Linked DNA regions of Hordeum vulgare: region 1 is linked to region 2. A link is a contact called in public Hi-C data. All regions are on one chromosome and are shown on one strand. The core of a region is the stretch at or near the end of the contact, and the rest is flanking DNA. Distances in the headings are between cores, read along the strand shown.

Evidence for each region. Hi-C and Micro-C count contacts between places; a contact is called where the count stands out from the background.
Region 1: a Hi-C map of seedling shows a contact between it and region 2, with 5 times the contacts expected there. The contact joins the promoter of LOC123402269 here to the promoter of LOC123401843 in region 2. A contact is called at or near these places in 1 of 6 Hi-C or Micro-C datasets (seedling) and 1 of 1 datasets of contacts at active chromatin or transcription factors (embryo).

Annotation. Positions count from the first base shown.
Region 1 is chr6H:37,678,404-37,684,347 of MorexV3_pseudomolecules_assembly, reverse strand. It overlaps LOC123402269 (anthranilate phosphoribosyltransferase), which reads right to left and starts at 2,183. Exons shown (of 10, transcript XM_045096170.1): 1 at 1,730-2,183; 2 at 769-1,248; 3 at 534-691; 4 at 311-394; 5 at 168-220. The coding sequence starts at 2,087.
Region 2 is chr6H:36,979,870-36,985,850 of MorexV3_pseudomolecules_assembly, reverse strand. It overlaps LOC123401843 (probable ATP synthase 24 kDa subunit, mitochondrial), which reads left to right and starts at 3,973. Exons shown (of 7, transcript XM_045095698.1): 1 at 3,973-4,129; 2 at 4,927-5,014; 3 at 5,571-5,715. The coding sequence starts at 4,091.

The DNA.
Region 1 (5,944 bases), core at 934-3,433, 700 kb before region 2:
ATGCAAAGCCAGTTTCCATCCAAAATAGAAAATCTGCAGGAGTGTTTAATAAACAGTGCCTTGAGCCATTGGTACATACTCCCTCCATCCCACAATATAAGAGCATTTTGCAAGCGCTCTTATATTGTGGGGCGGAGGGAGTAGCTACCAGGAAAATGTCGACTTACAATGGTGGGCAAGCTTCTTGGAGATTCAGATATGCAAAACCAGTATCCTTATCCTGAAAGCAACCACACAGTTCATGTGTCAGATGCAGCAGAAGTAAAAGAAAAAAAGAATGCCAGCAAAGTGTGCAGAACTGCACACACACCTCCAATAGTGTTTTGGCCTGTGTAGGAGACAAATGCGTGTTTGCACCCATGAATTTAAGCATCTGCCCTTCTGTAATGCCACCCTGAAAACCTTGATTTTAGTAACACATAGGGTTTTCGTATATTATATAACAGATAAAGCCTGTCATCAAACCACAAGATCGACACTACTAAGAATACTGTTATGTACGATGACCATTGCAGCATATGCTTCACACCGACCTTAGGTGGCATCCATTCAACACCATGGAGGAGGCAAGCCTCACCATAGCAGGCTCTAACCGCTGCAACGAACAGGGTACTCCTAAAAAAGCGTGTATTCCCATCATAGGGCTCACCATAGTGTGTCAAGGAATTAACATCAGCAATTGGGGGAGGACCTGACAAAAAGTAGTGTTAATGAAGTTGTTGGGTTTTTTCTACACAGTTTAAGGAAAACAAGCCCACAGAGTGCTACCTAGTTCATCATCAAAGGCTAGACAATATCCTTTTAGCTCACGATCGGTTTCCCTATTCATACGCTGTCCAATTAAAAATGCTGCAAGCAGTGCTTCATTAACTGATGGCGAACTTGCACCCATCGACCCAACTGGTAGAACATCCTTTAGTACACACTGAACTTCCTCGTAACCTAAATGGCCACCAGCAAGCACTTCCCTCAAAGCACCAACAAGTCTCATCTCTGCAGTTCCTTGACCAATATACCGAGGTCCTGTTAAACCATTTGCTCCCATGATCGTTCCTTCAGGGTCTGCTATAAACTTCACCTCGGGAGGAAGAACATGCACAAGGCGAGGCCAGAATAGGCTCATGGCACGTCGCTCACCCTCACTCCATTGGGTGGCCTCCGGAAAACAATTAGCTCTTATTGTCATGCCAGCAAAGAATGCACCCAGCTGTGCACTGGACACCGGCTCGTCTTTGAGTTCCCCCGTCGCTACACATGAGTTCACACAGAAGATTTAGCATGAATTTTGATGGAAGGCGATGAAAATAAACAGATTCCAAAGCATGCCTATCACTACCAGTGCCTTTCAAAGAAAACCTTACTAGCAAATTATAACCAATAGCAATTGAGTAAATGCAATGATCTGACTTCAACTCTACAGTGTGTCTAAAACAACAGATAGCAGGCATCAGACTTGCAGCAAACATCTAAATTCCAGTGACTCAGAAGTCGCAATCAAACACCATAGATGCCAATGAAAGCAGCACTTGTAAGCAAAATTAGCCAATTTACATTCTACAGGCAGCAGCGCGCATGAGTGACTTGTGAAGCTACCTCATCAAAAGTACATCATCCACATGTGAAAATCCACCAACACTGCTCGCTAGCGGCGCAAATTGTTGCCAGAAACGCAGAGTCGAAGCTAGCGATCACCGAAAACGAAGCCTCCGAAGAGTAGGGGGAGGCTCACCGGAGCGGAGGATGGTGTCGAGGACACGCATGGCCTGCTCCTCCCCGAGCGGCCGCGTCTGCTCGGGCCCCGTGCACACCCGCCCCTGCGCCTCCAGCACCGTGCCGTTGGGCCGGGGCAGCCCCGCCGGCCGGTACGACTCCGACAACGCCGGGTTCCGCCGCGCAGCCTCCTGAAGCACCGCCGTCCCCGCCTCCTCCATCCACGCCCCCGCCGCCGCAACGCCGCCGCGACGGCATCTCCCGTCGCGGGGCCAGGCCACGGCGCCGGGACGCCTCGGCGCGGCAGGGGAGACCCGGCCGACCAGGCTCCCGCTCGTGGTCGCGGTAGGGAGCGGCCTGAGAAGTAGAGAGTTCATGGCGACGCTAGCCAGAGTCAACGCCGCCGAGCGCGAGGAGGGAGACGACGGCGGAGACGACACCACTTTAGCCGGAAGAACCGAGGAAGCATCCAGCTAGCGGGTTGGATCGAGCCCAATGGCCATATGTACGGTGGGCCGGGTTCCGGTCTACAAGGCCCGCGTTTCTGACATCGATTTCACCGGGAAAAAAAATACTACGTGTTTGGTTTTGCCTCAAAAGAGAAATCAAATATTATTTTTGGGTCCTGATAAGGCCTATATGTGCGGGTGTTAAGGGTGTTGCCCACACGTCTCGTGTGGTGTGTAAGGAAAATAGCCCATACGTCTGCGTGTGGACAAAACAGCTAAAGCCCACACGTCATGTCTCCTGCCTCGCGACCCACACATCCGATTTGCCACCTTGCGGTCTCGCGTGCCCCCCGTGACAGTTTCACTGTGTTGCCATGTAACACTGGAAAGACATGACAACTGACATGCATGCGGGCACAACCAGTTTTACTCAGTTGCCATGTAACATTGGAAAGACATGACAACTGACAAGCATGCGAGCACGACCGGTACCATTCAGTTGTCATGTAACATTGAGAAGACATGACAACTGACAGGCATACGAGTACGACTGTGGGGACCCCGACTAGCAAGTCGAGTTCGCCGTGTCCAGTGACCCCAAGGATCAATGTTTACTGAACACAGATACTGAATAATAGAGTCTTACATCCAAGTACCGAAATTATTACATCAAACGACCAGAAGGTCGGGTTCAAGAGCGAGGCCTAAGGCCAAATTAAACAGATACATCGAGTAGCGGAAACTCGTAAGGGCTAAGCGGTGCCCATGCCATCAAGCCTACACCGACATGCATTCTGACTTGGAAGCGTCCTAGGTCGCAGGTTCGTCTCCGACGGCGTACTCATCGCCAAACTCCGGTCCTTCCATGTCTGGTCAATAATATAACCAGTGGCAAGCCAATGAGTACTTTGAATGTACTCGCAAACAGCCCATGATATGAACATTTATAGTGAAAAATAACAGTAACATGCATCTTTAGTGGAATGCAATTTGGTGGAATGATCAGGTTTATGCAACAGGTTAAATAATTACTCTTGAAGAACAGGTTACAGATATCATCATATCTGCTGAGGGTTGAACCATCCGGGTTCATCCTATATGCCAAGTCATCGGACTTGTCATAACCTCAATGTATCAACCGAGGGCTAAACCATCCGGGTTTACCCTATATGTCAAGTCACCGAACTTGGTCATATATTGTCATGATTATAACATCACCTGTTTAACACCACACACACACTTGGTTTATGCGGAAACGCTGGACGCAGTTTAAGCAGCACCACCCAACTGTCCTTGACCGTGGACACGGCTATTCGAATAGTTTGACACTCTGCAGAGGTAGTACGCTGGACCCACGAGAAACGGAAAACTTCCGTGTCATCCACGACTCGCGGTATATCACATATACCCGAGGTAAGTACCCGATCATCATCTTTCCCCTGACGATACTAGCTAGACAAAGAGGTCCACTCGATTGGTACCCAGCCCACATGTTGTACGTCTTATGAGCACCGACTCTGGACTGTATCAACCATGCAGGGACCAACGGTGTGCCTGGAACTCATAGTAATGGCATAGTCGTCCTACCTGGCATGACCCCATCACGAGAGTGACACCGATCACTCCCGCCACTAGTAATGTGGCTCTTTGCTAGTACCGACCAGAGTAATCAACAAATCCCCGTCCCATAAAGGGGTATCATGGTCGTACTGGTAAGGTTGGGACGGTCGACACATCATAAATCTAATCCCATTTCCGAAACCATACTCACACAAAAACACCGGTGCATCACTTCACCAAAAGTGACCACCAACTCATCGTCACCCTCGGGCATTAGTGGCACCCGATGTGGTTTTCATAAACTCTTTATTTAACTCATCATCGTGCTTGTGATAACATGCTCTATCTTTACTTGTCAACATGGTAAATACATGACCCTCACGGGGTAGGGTCAAGCTCAATGCAATGATCTTATAATTTTACTAATCAACATGACAGTAGCATGATCCTCATAGACAGTAGGGTCAGCTCATCATGTTTGTGCTCCGAGGAGCCATGTGAATAACATTACCAACATGCAAGGGCTTTGAAGAAGCCTCCGGTGTCATCACCACAATGATGAACCGGCACTGTGATCACATGCAACGGGAAAAGTATTTGCTATTCTAGCATGCTTCATTTCATATGCTCAAGTCATGGTCAAAGGCTGCTTGCCTTGGTCAGCTAGGTATCCGGGGTCTTCGAGGTCTTCCGCTCCGGATCCTCCGTCACTCGGTAACTCTACCGTCGAGAAAGGAATAAATATATAATAGCTCTCACTAAAACAGATCACAAAGTGCTTTTTAAAATGTTGCAAAGTTTGAATAAATCCAGTTTATCATTTTGGAAAATGTTTCCTATAGTTTTTATTAGCTAAGCATATTTATTTAAAAGCAAACAGAAGCAAATAAGTGCTTTTAATATCATTTTATTATACCAAAATAGTTTCTGTTTTTGATAAATGTCAAACACTACAGAATCAAATACTACACATTTTTAGAAAATTACAGGTGCAAGAATCATATTTTTCTACTGGCTAAATATTTTTATAAAAATCATTTAAGTTACTGGATTAAAATACAAGGAAAAGGCCAGGGGAACAGATCCAGCCGGCCCAGCCAGCAGGCCTGGCCACCAGGCGCGCGCGGGCCAGGTTCAAACCTGACCTGCGGGCCCTTGAGGTCAGCGTCAGCGGCTGCGCGCGCTGGCTGTCCCAGGACACCGACAGGTGGGCTCCACCTGTCGGTGTCCTTCTCCTACCTCCAGCCAGAGAGGTGGAGACAGACGCCGGCGAGGCTGCCGTTGTCCTCAGGCCAATCTAGGAGCGGGAACGGGTCCCTCGTGCCTCCGCCTACCTGCTCGTGGTCGGGACGTCACCGGAGGTGGTCTGGGTCGCCGGCGACGAGGTGACCGTGGCGGAAGGGTTTCGGGTTGGTGTTGAACTAGTGGCTAGGGGCACGGATTCGCTCGGGAAAGTTGGGGGAAACGTTCGTGGTGTCAAGGGGAGTGTAATGGGAGGTCGGGCAGCGCAGGAGCCGACGTGTAGCCGGAGATCGACCGGAGCTCCGAGGAGGAGGGGCCTCGGTCGATCTCGAGCACCGGGCCTCTGCGAGCTCGATTGGGTGGCTAGGGGGTGTCTACTGGTTGTGCTGAAGCTGCTTGGAGGGTGTTGGGTTGCCGGGGGGACCTATTTATAGGCCAGCGACGGTGACCCAACTCGGGCGCGCCGGTGACTCACCGTGGCGCGCGTGCGAGCATAGTGAGGTGCTGGCCGCGAAACCACGGGTTCGGGACGTGGTTTAGGACCTCCTGGTGCATCGGCCGCAGAGAGAAAGCGAGTGGGGTCGAGCCACAGCGACCGTGCATGCTCGGTCGCCTTGGGCGCACACGGGCATGCATCGCTTGAGCTCTTGCGCGAGGGGAGAGGGTCCTTGGGGGTAGCTTTGCACTGAATAGATGTCGGGGGAGTGTTTGGACATAACTGGGGAGGTTGGGACCGGCCGGGACGTCGTCCCCTTGCGGGAGGCTCTCTGCAGCACGCCCAAAGCACAGTTTTGGCATGCCACGACATGCTGGCGCGCTCTGGGGCACTTGGGACGTGTCCTCCATGTCCTGAGTGTTGCTGGGAGTGTGCCTAGCCGTTGTGGTTTAGTGGGAGCTCGAGCTGGTCAAGGGAGCAAGGAACACTGGTGTTGCTAGTACTGTCCTGCGGCTCAAATTGGAGTTCTTGTCACTTGTGCTTGAAG
Region 2 (5,981 bases), core at 2,724-5,223:
CAACACCAGAACTGTATGGGTGTTAGATTTATTACAATGTAATTCACATGGTGATGTGAGGGCTAGATTATTGACTAGTGCAAGTGGGAGACTGTTGGAATTATGCCCTAGAGGCAATAATAAATATAGTTATTATTATAATTCCTGTATCAAGATAATCGTTTATTATCCATGCTATAATTGTATTGAATGAAGACTTATATACATGTGTGGATACATAGACAAAACACTATCCCTAGCAAGCCTCTAGTTGGCTAGCCAGTTGATCAAAGATAGTCAGGGTCTTCTGACTATGTACAAGGTGTTGTTGCTTGATAACTGGATCACGTCATTAGGAGAATCACGTGATGGACTAGAGCCAAACTAATAGACGTAGCAGGTTGATCGTGTCATTTTGTTGCTACTGTTTTCTGCGTGTCAAGTATTTGTTCCTATGACCATGAGATCATATAACTCACTGACACCACAGGAATGCTTTGTGTGTATCAAATGTCGCAACGTAACTGGGTGACTATAAAGATGCTCTACAGGTATCTCCGAAGGTGTTCGTTGAGTTAGTATGGATCGAGACTGGGATTTGTCACTCCGTGTGACGGAGAGGTATCTTGGGGCCCACTCGGTAATACAACATCACACACAAGCCTTGCAAGCAATGTAACTTAGTGTAAGTTGCGGGATCTTGTATTACGGAACGAGTAAAGAGACTTGCCGGTAAACGAGATTGAAATAGGTATGCGGATGGTGACGATCGAATCTCGGGCAAGTAACATACCGAAGGACAAAGGGAATGACATACAGGATTATATGAATCCTTGGCACTGAGGTTCAAACTATAATATCTTCGTAGAATATGTGGGATCCAATATGGGCATCCAGGTCCCGCTATTGGATATTGAACGAGGAGTCACTCGGGTCATGTCTACATAGTTCTCGAACCCGCAGGGTCTGCACACTTAAGGTTCGACATTGTTTTATGCGTATTTGAGTTATATGGTTGGTTACCGAATGTTGTTCGGAGTCCCGGATGAGATCACAGACGTCACAAGGGTTTCCGGAATGGTTCGGAGACGAAGATTGATATATAGGATGACCTCATTTGATTACCGAAAGGTTTTCGGAGTTACGGGGAATGTACCGGGAATGACGAATGGGTTCCGAGTGTTCACCGGGGGGGGGGGGGGGAGCCCACCCCGGGGAAGCCCTTAGGCCTTGGGAGTGGCGCACCAGCCCTTGGTGGGCTGGTAGGACAGCCCAAGAAGACCCTATGCGCCATAGATAGAAAATCAAAGAGAAAAGAAAAAAAAAGAGGTGGAAAGGGAGAGAAGGACTCCACCTTCCAATCCTAGTTGGACTAGGATTGGAGGAGGACTCCTCCTCCCCTTGGTGCGCATCCCTTGGGGCTCCTTGAGCCTCAAGGCAAGCCTCCCCTCCCTCCTCCTATATATATGGAGCTATTAGGGCTGATTTGAGACAACTTTTCCAAGGCAGCTCGACCACATACATCCACGGTTTTACCTCTAGATCGCGTTTGTGCGGAGCTCGGGCGGAGCCCTGCTGAGATTAGATCACCACCGACCTCCGGAGCTCCGTCACGCTGCCGGAGAACTCATCTACCTCTCCGTCTCTCTTGCTGGATCAAGAAGGCCGAGATCATCGTTGAGCTGTATGTGCGCTGAACGCGGAGGTGCCGTCCGTTCGGCACTAGATCGTGGGACGGATCGCGGGACGGTTCGTGGGACGGTTCGCGGGGCGGATCGAGGGACGTGAGGACGTTCCACTACATCAACCGCGTTCACTAACGCTTCTGCTGTGCGATCTACAAGGGTACGTAGATCAGAAATCCCCTCTTGTAGATGGACATCACCATGATAGGTCTTTGTGCGCGTAGAATTTTTTTTGTTTCCCATGCGACGTTCCGCAACAAATAATACGGTTGCATGCATCACACTGATGCAGAGGCTGGAGGTTTTCCTCCTTCTAAAAAAAATGAAACATGGATATTCGAATTAATATTATATGAACTAAACCAAGAAAATCTATTATTTGATTATTGTATAGTTCAAAATAACTAATGAATATAAGTGGGATGGTATAATGGAAAACTTTTCAATGCATGTTGAGTGGACCTTTGATGAGTTGGCATGTGTGATGAGTTGAGATGTTTGCATGTGATCTACTACTACTACTACTACTACTACTACTACTACTAATAATAATAATAATAATAATAATAATCACATGCATGTTGTGGTGGGCCTTTGATAATGTGGCATGTGTGTATGTTAAGATGATAGAAGTAGTGATGATAACTATTTAGATAGAATAAAAAAAGGAAAAGATAAAAAATATCATTTCATAACAAACATCTAAACTTAATCAAAATTTATGGAAAAAGATGGATTATTTTCATAGCTAATTTGGTATTTATTATTATAAATTAACACAATATTTATGTATCATAATACAATTAAAACATGCACGGTTTACACAACATCATGTTCTCAAGAGCTTGTCGAGACTTCGACGATACATACGAACTAAATCATTGCAAAAAAATAACAAAAAAGACATATTATATTTACTAAGTGATGGCACCTCTAAACTCCCACATTAATCTTCCAAGTTAGTACAACATGTTCGGTTAATTTTTCTTTGATCAATCCTAAGCGTTTGGCCTCTCCCACACTAGAATATAGCCATGCTTTCCTTCCTCAACTATGGTTGATGTCTCAAATCGCCTCTCTCACATCGAGCAGTCTAGGCACTAGGATTCTCAATGTGTTTGCATTGTGCCTCTTTTTCATGCATCATCCAGCTCCCTCACTTGATTACTCATGCGTGTCACGTTGCCGTTGGATGGTGTTAGTCTCTTTTTTTCTCTTTGAGACACATACATCGCGCTAATCTTTCGACTGTCATGCACTGTTGCTCCTATGCTATATCATGCTATCTCTTCTGGCGCACCCACCTTGGGACAGGGAAGACTGGATCAAGGTTTCTTCTATTTCTAATTTAATTCCCATTTATTCCTACTTGATGATGCATGGATGTGATTTCTGGATAGCTATGTTATGTGGTCTTTTTTAGATGTTACACAAATATGGTACATCATGACATCCGGCATGATCATGCATACATCATGACATCCGGCATGATCATGCATAGTATGATCATTGCGCATATGCATAGGAAAAATTTGAATTACTCCTACGCATTGATGAAAAAGCCTGTGCAGCTACATAGAAGGAGAGATTGCATCTGACGCTTTCTTAAAGTTTACCATGACATCCGAAATTTGAATACCCATAGAGAATGGATAACAAAACCTCTAGCTTTATCTCTAAGTCGCATGTCATGCGTGATTAACTTTGTGTTGTGTTTGATGAATTAATTGTGTTGAATTTGATGTTGTGGACTATGTAATAAGTGCTATTAGTGTTATGTTTGTTTTCAATTTATTTGAGATGAGTCTGATATTATTTTTGAACTTTTTCATAGTTGAAGAAGGCCAAAAAATTAGGGTACCGATTTTACATCACCTGTTACCACCGAAAAATTTCTAGTGCCCTAAAACCTTCTCTCTCCTGCCTAAAACATTTTCTGACACAAAATTTTACATCATCTGTTGAAGATACTGTCAGTGAGTAAGTTTATTCTTTTTTGAGACTAATGAGAAGTAAGTAGTGAGAATTATCCGGTTAACATATTTTAGGAAAGGATTTTTTTTTAGAGCTTTAGGGAAATACCTATCCGGTCAAAATGCCAGATGTCACGCCTCGAGCAAGGCCCGGGAAGGAGCCGTCGTGCCAAGCCCACGAACGGGCGACGGACTCGGCCCGCTGTGCACGAGAGGAGGAAGGTGGGTGGACCCCACTCACCTGGCCGCGCTTTGCGATCCGTGCGCGCGGGTTCCGTGCGAGATCGGACGGCGAGGCGAGGTCCTGGAGGCCACACAAAGCGCAAGGCGCCGCCCCCATTTCTCCTCCTCCACCCCCATCTCGCTCTCGCGGCCGAGAGATCGAATCGGAGAAGAAGAAGGAGGAGCGGAGGAGGCCCCCGCCCTAGCTCCCGCCGCCCCGCACCCGCAGCCATGGCGCTCGCCGCTCGCCTCGTATCCCGCTCCCGCCAGGTTCGTCCGCGCGCCGTCCTCCCTCCGCCCCCCGCTCCCCGCCCGTAACCCTAGTAGCTTTTCGCTAGATCTGATCCCGGCGCGCGTGCGCCGTCGCCCGTCCAGGTTCGGTCTGCCCGGGATCTCGCTTTCTCCGTTGGGATTTTCCGTCGGTTGTCGATCGGGGTGTTGGTTGTGAATGGCGGTCTCCGAGCACGACGCTCTTCGATTTGGTCGAATCGATTGATTCGTCGCCGTGAGATCCTCTCGGTCAGGAGGGGAACCGTTGCAGGTCGCGGGGCACAAGCGATTGGAGCCCGGCCGGCGGGGGAACAGCTCTAGATCTTTCTGCGCCAATGCAATTCCCCATTTCGGCCCCGTCCTCGATCCGTAGTCATGTGTCTTCATACCGGCCGAAGGAAGCCCTCAAGACTGCATGATTCATCCCGAGAAATAGAAATGCCAGTAATCATGGCTTCGTCCTCTTAGTCGCCTGGTTCCCGAGCTGTGCACGTCTTCTGGTGGTGTGTGTGGACGGTGGGTTTATCGTTGAACTTTAGTTTCCTGCTATCCGAGCTGTGCACGTATGTGGCTCATGTGTGTGTGGATAGTGATTTATCATTGAGCTTGAGACCATAACAGCGTGCACTGGCACTGGTTTGGTTTAATCTGGACGGTGTTGTGGTTAAGACTGCTATTCCATGGTCTGTGTAGTTTTATAGCGGAGCTATTTGATGTCAGAACATTTCGTTCATGATGCCTCTGTCAAATTCTCACTCTGTGTATGCTGATCAGTTTGTTGGTTAATGTTCGTGCAGTTATATTCTGTCCAAGCTGCTTTGGCCAATGGAGGTGTCACTCAAGTCCGCTCATTTGCCAAGGAGGCAGCTCCTGTCAGCGGAGATGGTATGCATTTTAATCTTTTGCTGCATTTGTGTGAAATTAACATCTTGGTATTGTATGCATAGGTATTCTGTCTGTGCATTTTACGTAATAGTGTTAGTGCTGAAAAAATGCTTCCAAATTATAACTGATCTAGTTTTGATGCAAGAATTCACATCAAGACTTGAATTAGTTGTGATTGGCACTGTTTCCTCGCTTGATGTGATAATTTTAATTGGTGACTGCTGAGTGCAGCTACATAATCAAATATTACTTTGTGACAAGACTATGAAATAAAGTGTGCAAGATATGGAACTTCAACCTAATTAAATGTTGAAGCTAACTTCTATGCCTTGAATATTTCTCTCATGATTAGTTGTGCCTTTAATGATGGATATCATCTTATTCCCTGAACATGCAGCATATTCGTTCATTTTGAATTTTCATCGAGTTTGTTAGTTTTGCATTCTTTTGAAGTTTTATGGCAGCAATGTTCCTAGTACTGCTTCTGTTTTGCTGGATTTAATGTATTCAACTCTTTGTGTAATATTCCTGATTTCATGGTTCCCATGTTGTGCAGACCTATTGAAGGGCATATTTTTTGAGGTGAAGAAAAAGTTTGAGACTGCACTTGGTGTCCTTAAGAAGGAGAAGATCACGATCGACCCAGATGACCCAACAGCAGTTGCTAACTATGCCCAAGTCATGAGGACTGTAAGAGAAAAGTAAGAAAATCTAAAGGCTTTTGCATGCATGTTTTCATGATCATTGAGCTAGTTACTTCCTACTGTTTCTTCACTTTTGTGCTCTATTGCACACAGTTCTCTATGGCCGGTGTTTTGCTGGAATGCCTCCTCTATAATCTGGTCCATGTTCTGCAACTAGAACCTGGATTTACTGGACCCTACTGTCCAATATTTCAGTATGAATTTAGAAACAAGCATTTCACTTATATTACTTGCTTACTGAGTAGAATTGTTAAGCATGTGAA